Regions from separate parts of the Mus musculus genome. Here region 1 is linked to region 2. A link is a contact called in public Micro-C data. All regions are on one chromosome and are shown on one strand. Each heading gives the region's core, a stretch centred on a gene start, on an enhancer-like site or on the middle of the called end of the contact. The rest is flanking DNA. Distances are from core to core; before and after follow the strand shown. Region 1 has its middle 50 kb from the start of Trim52. Region 2 has its middle 53 kb from the start of Trim52.

Evidence for each region. Hi-C and Micro-C count contacts between places; a contact is called where the count stands out from the background.
Region 1: a contact with region 2 is called in a Micro-C map of macrophages, with 4 times the contacts expected there. The contact joins two enhancer-like sites. A contact is called at or near these places in 4 of 484 Hi-C or Micro-C datasets (adipose-derived mesenchymal stem cells, cortical neurons, embryonic fibroblasts and 1 more).

The regions. Positions count from the first base shown.
Region 1 is chr14:106,153,123-106,159,212 of GRCm38.p6, forward strand. No RefSeq gene overlaps it. Among named protein-coding and RNA genes, the nearest start is that of Trim52, 50 kb to the left of the region's middle. Within about 2 kb of position 2,254, at least 34 of the 459 cell types and tissues checked have an H3K27ac peak or open chromatin away from gene starts, as enhancers often do. A contact at or near this core is called in macrophages, where this site is marked.
Region 2 is chr14:106,050,357-106,056,051 of GRCm38.p6, forward strand. No RefSeq gene overlaps it. Among named protein-coding and RNA genes, the nearest start is that of Trim52, 53 kb to the right of the region's middle. Within about 2 kb of position 2,720, at least 31 of the 459 cell types and tissues checked have an H3K27ac peak or open chromatin away from gene starts, as enhancers often do. A contact at or near this core is called in macrophages, where this site is marked.

The DNA of each region.
Region 1 (6,090 bases), core at 1,004-3,503, 100 kb after region 2:
TTTGGTTCTCTCAAGAACTCAAGCCTGGATCAAGTGACATTTTTGATGCCCAGTTGTCTGGGAAAACAAAGCAGCAAGTATTAACAAGTTACATTTTTAGACATTTATAGTTGTTCATTGGTAGAATATGTGAATGTGTTATATGTAACTGTGAAAAGGTATTCATTTGTGTCATCATTCTTAATTTTTGATTTTCTTCTGTTTGTAGATGTGTGAGTGTATTCTTGGCTGTACATTTGGCTATCATGTTAAAAACGATAAAATGATAAATAGGTGTTTGTGCTACACAGTTTTTTTTTCTCCATAATTATTATTTTTTTAACATTAAATCACAATCACATCACCTTTCCCTCCTGCCCCTGAAAATCTTTGCCCCATTACCTCTTCCCTGCTCTTCAAAGAAGGGGGAAGCTCCAACCATCTGGGTACCACTCCAACCAGGGACACTTAGTCTCAGCAGGACCAAGTATCTCCTCTCCCACTGAGGCCCAACCGGGAAGTCCAGGTAGGAGAAGGGGATCCACGGGCAGGCAACAGAGTCAGAGACAGTCCCTGCTTCAATCGTTAGGGGACCCACATGAAGACAAAGCTGCATGTCTGCTGCTAATGTGGGGGTGGGGGTGGGGCTAGGTCCATCTGTACATGCTATTTGGTTGGTGGTTCAGTCTCTGTGAGCCCTCATGGGCCAAGGGGCTTCATGTGGTGTCTTCGACCCTTGGGCTTGCTCAGTTCTACCTCCAGCTCTTCCAAGATTCTCATCTCTGCCTGATGTTTGGCTATGGGTCTCTGCATCTGCTGCTGAATGAAGCATCCCAGGAGACAGCTATGCTAGGTTCCTGAATGCAAGCCTAACAGAGCATCATTAATAATGTCAGGGGGTTGGCTCTCTTCCACAGGATGAGCCTCAAGTTGGGCCTTATTTCTTTTTAACAGCACTTTCGTTTAAAATTGTTTTTAAGTGTCTAATTTCATATCAAAATTTAGAATAAAAGCACCCATTTCACTATTGATTTACTTTGTTCTTTCTTATATTGTGAATTCTCATTATTCTTACAAAGTTTAATGTTTGCTTTACTTGGTAGTTTTCTCACACATTCTCTCAATGACTACCTTTGGCTCTTACACCTTTCCCTTGTCAATGAAAAGTTTAAAAATTAATCTACCATCTTCCCTCATTGAAGGTGTGATGCCTGAGAATTCTTTCAGTGAATTCAGTGTCTTCTGTCTGTTCTCCCATCTGACGTAGATTAGTATTTCTGTCATCACTGCTGAGCAAGCTGTCCTCCATCTTTACTCCTTCCTGAAGTTTCTGCCTAGCTAGCTTGCTTCGTCATTAACCCATGTCACATGGTATGCTGCAAGCACACGGTCCTCGGAGTACAGGTTTCTACAAGCATGCCCCTCATGATCACCTCAGCCCGGGTTATGGGACCTCGCTTGCTATTGTCCTCTGCTGTCAGCATGACGTCTTGTTTGTTTCATTTTTTCCATCTTTCCACCGTAAAACAGATGGGGAGAAGTAAGGCTCCGGGTTTCACTCTGTTTCCTTTTTCTTCCCATTGCTCTTATTTTAGGGAGGGTTATAGGCACAGGCATAAGAAAAGTTCAGTGAGGCACAGGCATGAAAATATCTTAAGGAAAAATTATTTTTGTATGCCAACAGGATAACCAATAAAACGCGTTAAAAGAAAATAGATTAATAGAAACCATTACTTCAAGGACAGAAGCTTATGTTTTGACAATCATTTTAATCGTGTGCTCAGAGAACAACACTTCATGAGATTGTTTACTTTGTTTCTGGAACCAGTGAGGAAACTGTATATAGTGAATTACACAGCTGAAGACAAGGAAACTGGCTTATTAGGAATGAACAAAGATACTCAGTGAGAACACTGTGTCGTAAAAGACTCATGTAACAACCGAAGGGGCAGTGCCACAGCTCAGGGCGCCTAGGAAAAGGTGCTGGCCCGCTCCTTCTCTGCGCTGCCAATGCACATACCACCCAGCACCACAGTCTTAAGTGTGTCACAGGGAAGGAAAGTAGTATTCTGCATTTCAGAGCTATCATTTAAAAATACCCAGTAGGGAAATTAATATGAAAATATCTAGATGTATTTGTAACCTTGTTTTCTATTTTTGTACTAGTTGGCTTGTTGTGTTTGTAATAAAATTCTCTCGTTAAGTCTGTGCTTTCTCTGGAGCAGGAAGCACTGATATTAGAGGAAGCTTGTGCAACACAAGGAGGTCAGAGTCCACATCAGACAGAGCTGTGCGTAGTTCTCCATTCCTCTGCTTCCTGGTAAGGTCATCTTGGGCAACATATATAACAGCCTCCTTGATTGTGAATTGTCAATAATAATGGTATGAAGTTTAAAGCACTTAGCACAGTAACTGGCACACACTTGTCTTCAGTTGATGTCATTGATCACCAAACAGCCCTACTCCTGAGTGCAGCTCCTCAACAAATCCATTAATAAGCATAGTGTCAGTTATAAAGGTCATGCTGACACAGATCTTCAATCTCAGTGCTCAAGGGGCAGAGACAGGGATCTCTGAGTTTGCAGCCAGCCTGGTCTACAGAGTGAGTTCCAGGACAGCAAGAACTATACAGAGAAGCCTTGTTTCACAAAAAAGAAAAAGAAAAACAGAAAGAAAGGTTGTGTCATAGCTGTTTTTACCTTTTTATATTTATATTTGTGTTCATACAGCCAAGGCATCAATTTTATATTCGATGTAATTCTACTTTAGAATGTTGGCATTTTTAGTGCATTTTATTTAAGGAAATGATAATACTCATATTTATTGTTTTGTTACCACATGGATATTTGTAATGAAGATATGTTCATATTGATAATTGTTGCTAAATCACATATAGAAAGAGCATCTTGTTTTTTGTGAAAGAGCAGATAGCTGGAATCTGATTTTATCATGTGGAAGCCATCTGTTCCCACAGCTTCTGGAGGTGTGCTTAGGCATTAGCTTGAAGTGAATTTTTGATCTTCAGGATATTCATAACTCCTAATTGTACTTATCTCCTTTAGTCAAGAGAACAGAAACACCTTTATGCAGAAAAGACTCATTAATTTTTTATCCAGGTTCCATTGTATGTATGGTATCTGCATTTATCTGAGTGTCAAAGCAAAGATTTGCATGAATAAATGAGATGTTCAGGGATGGGTGTTATTTATCCACTTACTGATTAATTAGTTTATTTATAGACAGAATTTGGTACATGCTATGCAATACATGCTGGTCTCAAATTCATGGTAACTCCTGTTTCAGATTCTAGTGCTGGTGTTACAATTGTTTACCACCAAACACATCTTCGGGTTCTTTTTTTTTAAGGTTCAAGTTTAGGACTTTCAATTTCTAGGTTCTTAAAAAACTTGGCATAGGTTACTGAGGATACAGCTACCAATAACTAATCAAAGATTATTAATATCTCAAATGCTGATGCATATACATCTTTCATAAATTCTTGAAATGCTAGAATTTATTTAATATTCAGTTACAACTTATATTCAGTATATCAACTTCACAAAAGACAAAGTAGTTTTTGTTGTGAAATATATGGATCTCTGCCAAAAATGGCTATTCTCTTTTCTGAGTCAAGAGATGTCATCGGGAATCTTGTGGTTGGTGTCTGCATGGCTTCCCAGTGAGACTCTTGCCCAGACCTGCTTCTAGTTCCATGCACCATTGTCCCTGAGTCATATCCATTGGGAGAGCAAGGACTGACCTTTTCTAGGTTTGCCCCATTAAACTTTTCATGATTTTTTTCCACCCTTTTATTCTCTGCTTGGTTTGGTTGGATAAAACTCTGGGGGACCCATAAGAGACCTTAGGAGGTAGATTCTGAGTAATTATATGTGGATGCTTCTCTGCCAATGCATACTAAAAACACATATTTTGGTTATTAAAAGAATAATATTAATTTCTTTATGTGGAACAGACTAGTGTTTTTAGAAAACTATTTACAGTCTTAAACTTTTTGGACATGATAGTATCTGGCAAAGCTTAAATGTCTCTGGAATCAACACTTCTATCCAGAGAGATAAATAGATTTTACTAATGATAATTACTTTTATTTCAAGGGTCAGAAGACCGACTGAAACAAGTTAAGCAATAAATGGAATTTATTACAATTTCCGGAATATCTCATAGACTGGGAAAAGACTCAGTCTGCAGTAATGGGTAGAAATGGGGTAATAAATTCTACATTTCTGTTTCTTGTATTTATTATTTTCTCTGGGAATATATTTAAAGCAGTCTTTTTACTTTCATTTGTTCTTAAGCTAAATCTTGAGTTTTTCAATTCTATTGCTTTCCTTATTTTGTTACCAATACCTGTTATATTTTTACGGTTTGAAATGTCATTAGTTTTAATGACTTATATATTTAACTGCCTTCTTGCAAATTTACTGTGATAATCTCAGCTTTTTATAAAGTCAGATGTACTTTGTAATCTGTCTTCTAGTATGGGGTATAACTGGGGTACATGTTCTCAACTATCTGTAAGATAAATTTGTAACTGACATTATTTAGAGACTCTCTTACCTTACGAAAAGTTAGATTCTAGCTTGGAGTTTACTAGTCTAGACTTTATACCACCTAATGGAAAAGAAACTCTCCAAATTTTCTATAATCATTTGAATAAAGTATTAGTCACAAATAGGACTTTGATGAATAATTTTGCCATAGATTCCTCTTTACTTTAATATATTTTAAACAATTTTAAAGATATTTTTAAGATATTTTCTTCATTTACAATTCAAATGCTATCCTGAAAATCCCTTATACCTTCCCCCCGCCCTGCTCCCCAACCCACCCACTCCTGCTTCCTGGCCCTGGTGTTCTCCTGTATTGGGGCATATAATCTTTGCAAGACCAAGGGCCTCTCCTCCCAATGATGGCTGATTAGGCCATCTTCTGCTACATATGCAGCTAGAGACATGAGCTCAGGAGGTACTGGTTAGTTCATATTGCTGTTCATATTTCTCCTATAGGGTTACAGACCCCTTCAGCTCCTTGGGTACTTTCTCTAGCTCCTTGATTGGGGGCCCTGTGTTCCATCCAATAGCTGACTGTGAGCATCCACTTCTGTGTTTGCCAGGTGTTTCTGTAGCTGCTTTATAGGTGCACATCAGCAACACACTTCAGTCTTTGCACAACTTTCCTTTAATGAGTACCCTTTGAAGCCTTGTTATGGGTCAATATTCATTAAAAAAAAAAAACTGGATTGCAGGTGATCTGTGCGCCTTTCAGCTTTGCATTCTGCCATAGCATCAAGTGTCTCTTGTAATTTGGGTTGTTAAGTGACATCAGGTGACTCAGTATTAGATTTACCATTACCTCATCACATTAGGCTATATACATCAGAAATGAAAGCAGGGAATCATAGAATACATGCCAGAGTTCCATCTCTGTTAGTCTTGTAAGATATTTCAGAAATTTTCAGTGTTTCCCTCGCCCCCTGCCTTCTTTTTTACACTTAAAATATTTTATCTCCTGTTGGTTAAGGAACCAGTTAAAAAATCAAATTTTGTATGTGTTAAGCATTATATCAGTAGCTAGTGTGGATAAAATTAAGGGAAAACATTTATAAGTAACTTAATTAGCTCTGTTCTGATTTCACTAGCCTGTAGTCAACATGTATTCAACATGAGATAGTGGGCATGTCTTGAACTCTATTGTAGTATCTTAATTTTATATTTTTCAGTAATTTTATATATTGATATCTTACCACTATTGACAAAAATTTAAGCAATGTTTACTGGATAGAAATAAAAATTTAAAGCATTAATTATAGAGTTTTGTCTTCTATTAAGCTATATTTCAATAGATAATATGAAATAGGTTATTATATAATTTATTAAATTTGATCATCTAGTAAATGTGGAAATTCATATATTAGTCAGTTTTGAGTGAGAGAAATAGTCACTAGGAGTGATAAGAAGGAAGTCATGTTCGTTTGGTTTGATTTTATACATTGTGGAGTAGATTGTTATATCAACTTGTTTTTCTATACTAGGTTCTGGGCCTGAAGTCAACATGGCTGGCAGAGAAAGAAGAACATTCAGAGCATGGCTG
Region 2 (5,695 bases), core at 1,470-3,969:
CTTCGACATTCCAGGCATATTGCTTGTAGCAGCCTGCCAAGTCACTAAGCACACAAGCCTGCTTATGGCAGAGTGTTTGTTTCAATATTTAGCATCATATTCTTAAATGGAGCAGAAGGACCAGATGGAGAACACAAGCAACTTGGCAGGTATTTCAACCAGTGTCTATGAAAAACAATGATACAAGCTTGGCAGAGTATAGGGTGATCAACCATGAGGACATAACACTCATACAGGTATGACTTAAGTAATGCCTAAATGAGACTATTAAATTTTTATGATCATAATAAAATAGCATAAAATAATATTTATTTAGCTTATAAGACTGAAGGTCAATGCTTGAGTCTTGGCTTGACCAACAGGTTCATTTTCTTATTCTTGGATCATTTACATCACCAGCTCTCAACTGGAGTGAGAGTCACTAGACTGTCGTACATCTCTTACCCACCAGCAAACTAATCTTTGCATCCCCGAGTAGCAAGGCATCGGAAGACAAAAGAAACAAAAGAAGCCAAGTAAACAAATAAACAACAAATCTAAAAGTTCCATGTGGCTAATCTATGCCTCACAGAGGAAGCTGTTTGCCAAAAGAGAGGATGGAGTCCATGCTCTAGATGAAGTGTGGGTAGGAATTTGGGAAGACAAATGTCTTGATCAACTCGGAGTGTGTTCACACAGATTTGTAACTAGGCTGGTCATTTGACTTACCAAAAGAATCTCCTTCTGACTAAAGATAGTTTGGGTTGTGACTTTGTTTGGGTTTTACTGCTATGAACAGACAGCATCACCATGTCAAGTCTTATAAAGGACGATATTTAATTGGGGCTGACTTACAGGCTCAGAGTTACAGTCCAGTATCATCAAGGCAGGAGCATGGCAGCTTCTAGATAGGTATAAAGCAAGAGGAGCTGACATTTTTACATGTTTATCTGAAGGCTGCTAGTAGATACTAGCTTCCAGGCAGCTAGAATGAGGGTCTTAATGCCCACACCCACAGTGACACACCTACTCCAACAGGGCCACACCTTCTCATAGTGCCAATTCCTGGGCTGAGCATATACAAACCATCACAGGTTGAGTTCTTTTCCTTTACAAACCAAGGATTCTGTTCATGGGAACTGGCATTTGGTAAATGTGTGTATACTTGGTATTGATACACCGAGCAAAAAGGTTTCCATGCCCTAACAAGATATTCCCTAACAGAGTGCCTGAAATATGGTCATCAGCACAGTGACAAGAAGATGAAGAAGATAAAGGAGATGGAAGAACATAGGAGAAAAATGCTAACAATTGAGTTGACATTTACTGTTTTTCTAATTCCTACCAAATATTCTCTTCCTTCAATGTGTTACTCATATGAATGCATGCATCCTTTCAACACTCCTCCCTTTGAGGTGTGTCTTATTTAAATTTTATATTTATAAGTGATAAAATTGACAGTGCAGGTAAATAATGAGCTCAAGGCTACACGACAGGTAAGTGATAAAGGTTGTGTTATGTTAGCTTGTGGGGGGAATCTAAAGACATAGCTGTTGATAGAAACATGAGACCCATGTAAACAATTATACTGTCACAGAAAAAAATGTGACATTAAATCCTTGAATCTCTGAAAGATCATATTATCCTCATTTCCTAATGTGGAAATTGAAGCTTAGAGCATTCAATGAGTATATTTAAGCTATCACAATTATTAAAGATTGTACAGCTGAGCTTCATATTCAACTTTAATCTAAAGTGTCTTTGTGGTGGTTTGAATATGCTTGAACCAGGGAGCAGTATTTTTAGGAGGAATAGCCTTGTTAGAGTAGGTGTGGCTTTGTTGGAGGAAGTTTGTCATTGTGGGAGTGGGCTTTGAGACCCTCCTCCTAGCTGCCTAGAAGACAGTCTTCTATCTTCTGAACAAGATGTAGAACTCTCAGTTCTCCCTGCCCCATACCTGCCTGGATGCTGCCATGTTCCCACCTTGATGATAATGGACTGAATCTATGAACCTGTAAGCCAGCCCCAATGAAATGTTGTTCTTTATAAGAGTTGCCTGTCATGGTGTCTGTTCACAGCAGTAAAAATCTAATGAAGACAGAGTCCTTGAGGAGTTTTGTTTATGGTCAACAGCGTTCTATGCATTCTTTGAGACTGTAAAAACTTGAGGTAATTCATCTGGTTTTGGACCCCTCATCCCTTCTTCTAAGTTTTTCATATGGCTTGTCTTGACTTTGTGTCACTAACATACAGGAATATTAGAACATTTAAATGAATCATTGCTACTTCTTTTTTCTTCGCCATTTGCAGTATCTTTATCAAAATGACAGCTCTCAAGTATGCTGCTGCTTCCCACTTTGTAATATGACCATCAAAGTCCCACTAGAGTATTTTGAAATTGTTATTCTTTTGCCCAATACGTGGAAGCCTTAAATAATTTCTGACTAAGGGAGAGATTACAATGCTGCTGGAAACTACCATGCATTCCAAAAGAATCTCTTACTTCCATGTCCCCATCACGTCTTTTGATTCTGAGGACATAAATCTACACAACAAAGAGAGCCACCTGGAGAAGAAATCAGTGGAGTGGCTGTAGCTGTTTATTCTGCCAGTCTTGCAAGCTGCTGTTTGTCTCCCTGACTCTGTTTTTTTTTTTTTTTTTGAGAGATCTATGTGGTCAAAGGATCAAGAATGCATCTGCACTGCTGTCTTATTTCAGCCACCCTATGATTCATTTTTCCCCGAGTTTTGGGTGTTGCTTTGTGCTGATTTCAAATGAGTTCATTAGGTTATGTAGTGCATTCTAACACTGCAGTATTTTTTGAACACAAAAAGCTGTTGTCTGCAGCAGATACTTTATTCCCAATATAATATGTAAATGGTATTTATTTTTGGCTTCCATTAAGAATGCTATTATAAATTACAGCTTGCATTTCTGATTCTTTTCCCCAAATAAATCAGTGTACTGTTTCCAAAGCTTACATCATATGACCCTGACATTTGAATCACTGCAAAAATGTGTCTTGGAAATATTTCCATGTCTGTTCGGTCAAAGTTTCATAACTCCTATATGAGCAATCACTCACTTCTTTATATCTCTTCCTGTTTGTATCTCTACATTTTTTAAGGCTTTGTGTTCCATTCTGTCATATCAAATGTGGGAAATGAGTGAACCTTCGTCAACATGCTGAAGTTTAGAGTATTGTCATTCCTGACTATGTGAGGATACTTTTCTTCCTACTCAGGGTCTCTTGGGAAGTGAATAGGTACCAGATAGCAGTCGAAGTGAAGCTTCCCCTCTTCATCTATTTTATTATTATACTTTGCTCCTCTCTAATTTATATGCATTGATTTTTCTTTGTTTTAGATTTCCTACTAATTTCAGATTCATACATCCCGATTTCGCATATTTTGCTCCTCTTTTCTTTTTGCCCTATTTTTCTTTTTAAACTATTTTTATTGATTCTCTGAGACTATTGTCCAGTAGGCTTTGACCATGTTCACCACAAATCCTTTCTTTTAACTTCTCTGAGATCTACACTCAATGCCCCTTCTTCACTCAAATTCAAGTTCCCTTTTTTCTTTTTTTCTAATTTAATAATTCCCTATCACCAATTTGTGTTGTTCATGAATTTATGGATATGGGGCCAACCACTGGAAAATGGTCAACCTATCAGGAGCCATATCCTTAAAGAAAATTGACTTTCCCTCCTCCAAAAGCTGTCATCCTTAGCTTCTAATTTAGGAGTGATTCACAAACCTTTTCCAAATCCATACTAGAATGTTGACTGGCTTGATCCTTAGTGAATCTCTTGCAGGCATCCACAGGTGCTGTGAGGTCATGAGAGCAAGTTTGGTTATATGCAGAAGATACTGTTTTACCTCAGTCCTTCCAGACCTCTGTGTCTTAAAATCTGCTTGTACCCTCTCTGTCATTTTTCCTGAGCCTTGGGAAGGGGATCTGATATTACAAAGGCCAGAGGAGGATATCGTAGGGTGTCCCCGTCTAGCATTTTCAGTCCATCCTCATTCCCTTGAAATGAGGTCTCTCAATGGACCTGGTGCTAAGGTGGTGGCCAGCAGGTCCCATTGTCCTACCTGACTTGGCCTAGAGTTGCAGGTGTATGTAGCTACTCTTAGATTTTATGCAAGTGTTGGGATTAGAACTCAGCTCTTCATGATTGCACGTTATTTCAGAAGCATTTTCTTAACTGGGGTACTCTCCTCTCAGATCACTTTAACTTGTGTCAAGTTGACATATAACTATTCAGTACACTGGGTGTAGTAGTTTTGTGTGGCATCTAGGGTCTCTTAAGAGTCCATAGAATATCTGTCTGTTCCCTTTGTGCTTTTAGAGTACCATCAAGAAGCAAGTCCTATTATAAAAGATCTGTCTGTGTTACTTTGTCTTTTCCCTTGCAGGTTCTAACAGTATCCCTTTGTTCTATCCATTTAGTGTTTTAGTTATTATATGCTGAGGGTCATTTCTTTTCTGGCCCAGTCTTTCTGTTCTTCATGCTTCTTGTCCTTGTGCATTCATCCATTGGTAGGCTTTCCACACTAAACCTCAGCAGAAATATTCAGAGTTCAACGAGAGCATCTTCTCCTCTAGTTTTCTTCCTATGATCTTTTGAAAACATTTTATGTACCTTTGACTTCTCATTTCTATATTTCTATTATTCTTAGAATTGATCTTTTCATAGTATCCCAGGGTTCTTGGTACAAAGTGTTCTTAGGTATTGGAAGCTGATGCTGAGGAATGAGATGGGCTTGGAGAGGAAGACTGGGGGTCCACAGAAAAGAAGAAAGCAAGGGATCTTTTTAGTCACTGTGATACAGTGGCAGAGAGTGAGGAAAGGATAGTCTGGTAGTCTGCTACTGAGCTAGGGATGAAACCGTAGGCCTGGATTTGGAGAAAAGGAGCGGGACGAGAAGATCTGCAGTTAGCTTGCCTGATTTCCCGGCCACAGCAAGATTGCAACATTTTAATAAGGGAACAACTCACCAACAAGACATAAAAATTATAAATATTACGTACTAAGTTATGTTCCTAATTCATTTCTTAAAAATAAACACCAAAAGGGATAAAAGTAGAAAATGTTAATATCTCACTTACATCCTTTGACAGGCCTTCCAAGCTAAAACTCAGCAAAAATATTCAGAGTTTGATTACAACATAGATCAACAGGATTTAACACACACACACACACACACACACACACACGCACACACACACACAATGTGAATATGTATAGAATATGAATTCTTTTCAGAGTTCCACGTCTTTAAAATAGATATATTGTACCAATGAACTCCAAAGCACACTGGAATGAAAATCATAGTTAATCAACAGATAATTTTTCCCCTATGGGAGATAAGAACTTCATTTAAAGCCATTATTTTAAGCAAGCAGAAGATTTTTACCATATATCCTATACCTATGGGCAAGTGCTGGTTCAGGTTGTATATAAGTATCCTTTAAAATGAAAACAAAAAAGAGCAGAAATATCTGCCAAAATCTACCTAAGAAAATTATTTTTGTAGGTGTTAACATGGATATAGACTTAGCTTTATATTGTGTATGATAACAATTAAATGTTATTGAGCATTAAGAAATAAAACCCTTTATGATTTTTCCCCAAAACTATAATACAGCATGATATTGAACTTAATACTCTAATTGTAAACTAACAAGAAGTGCTTTTCATGATTACTT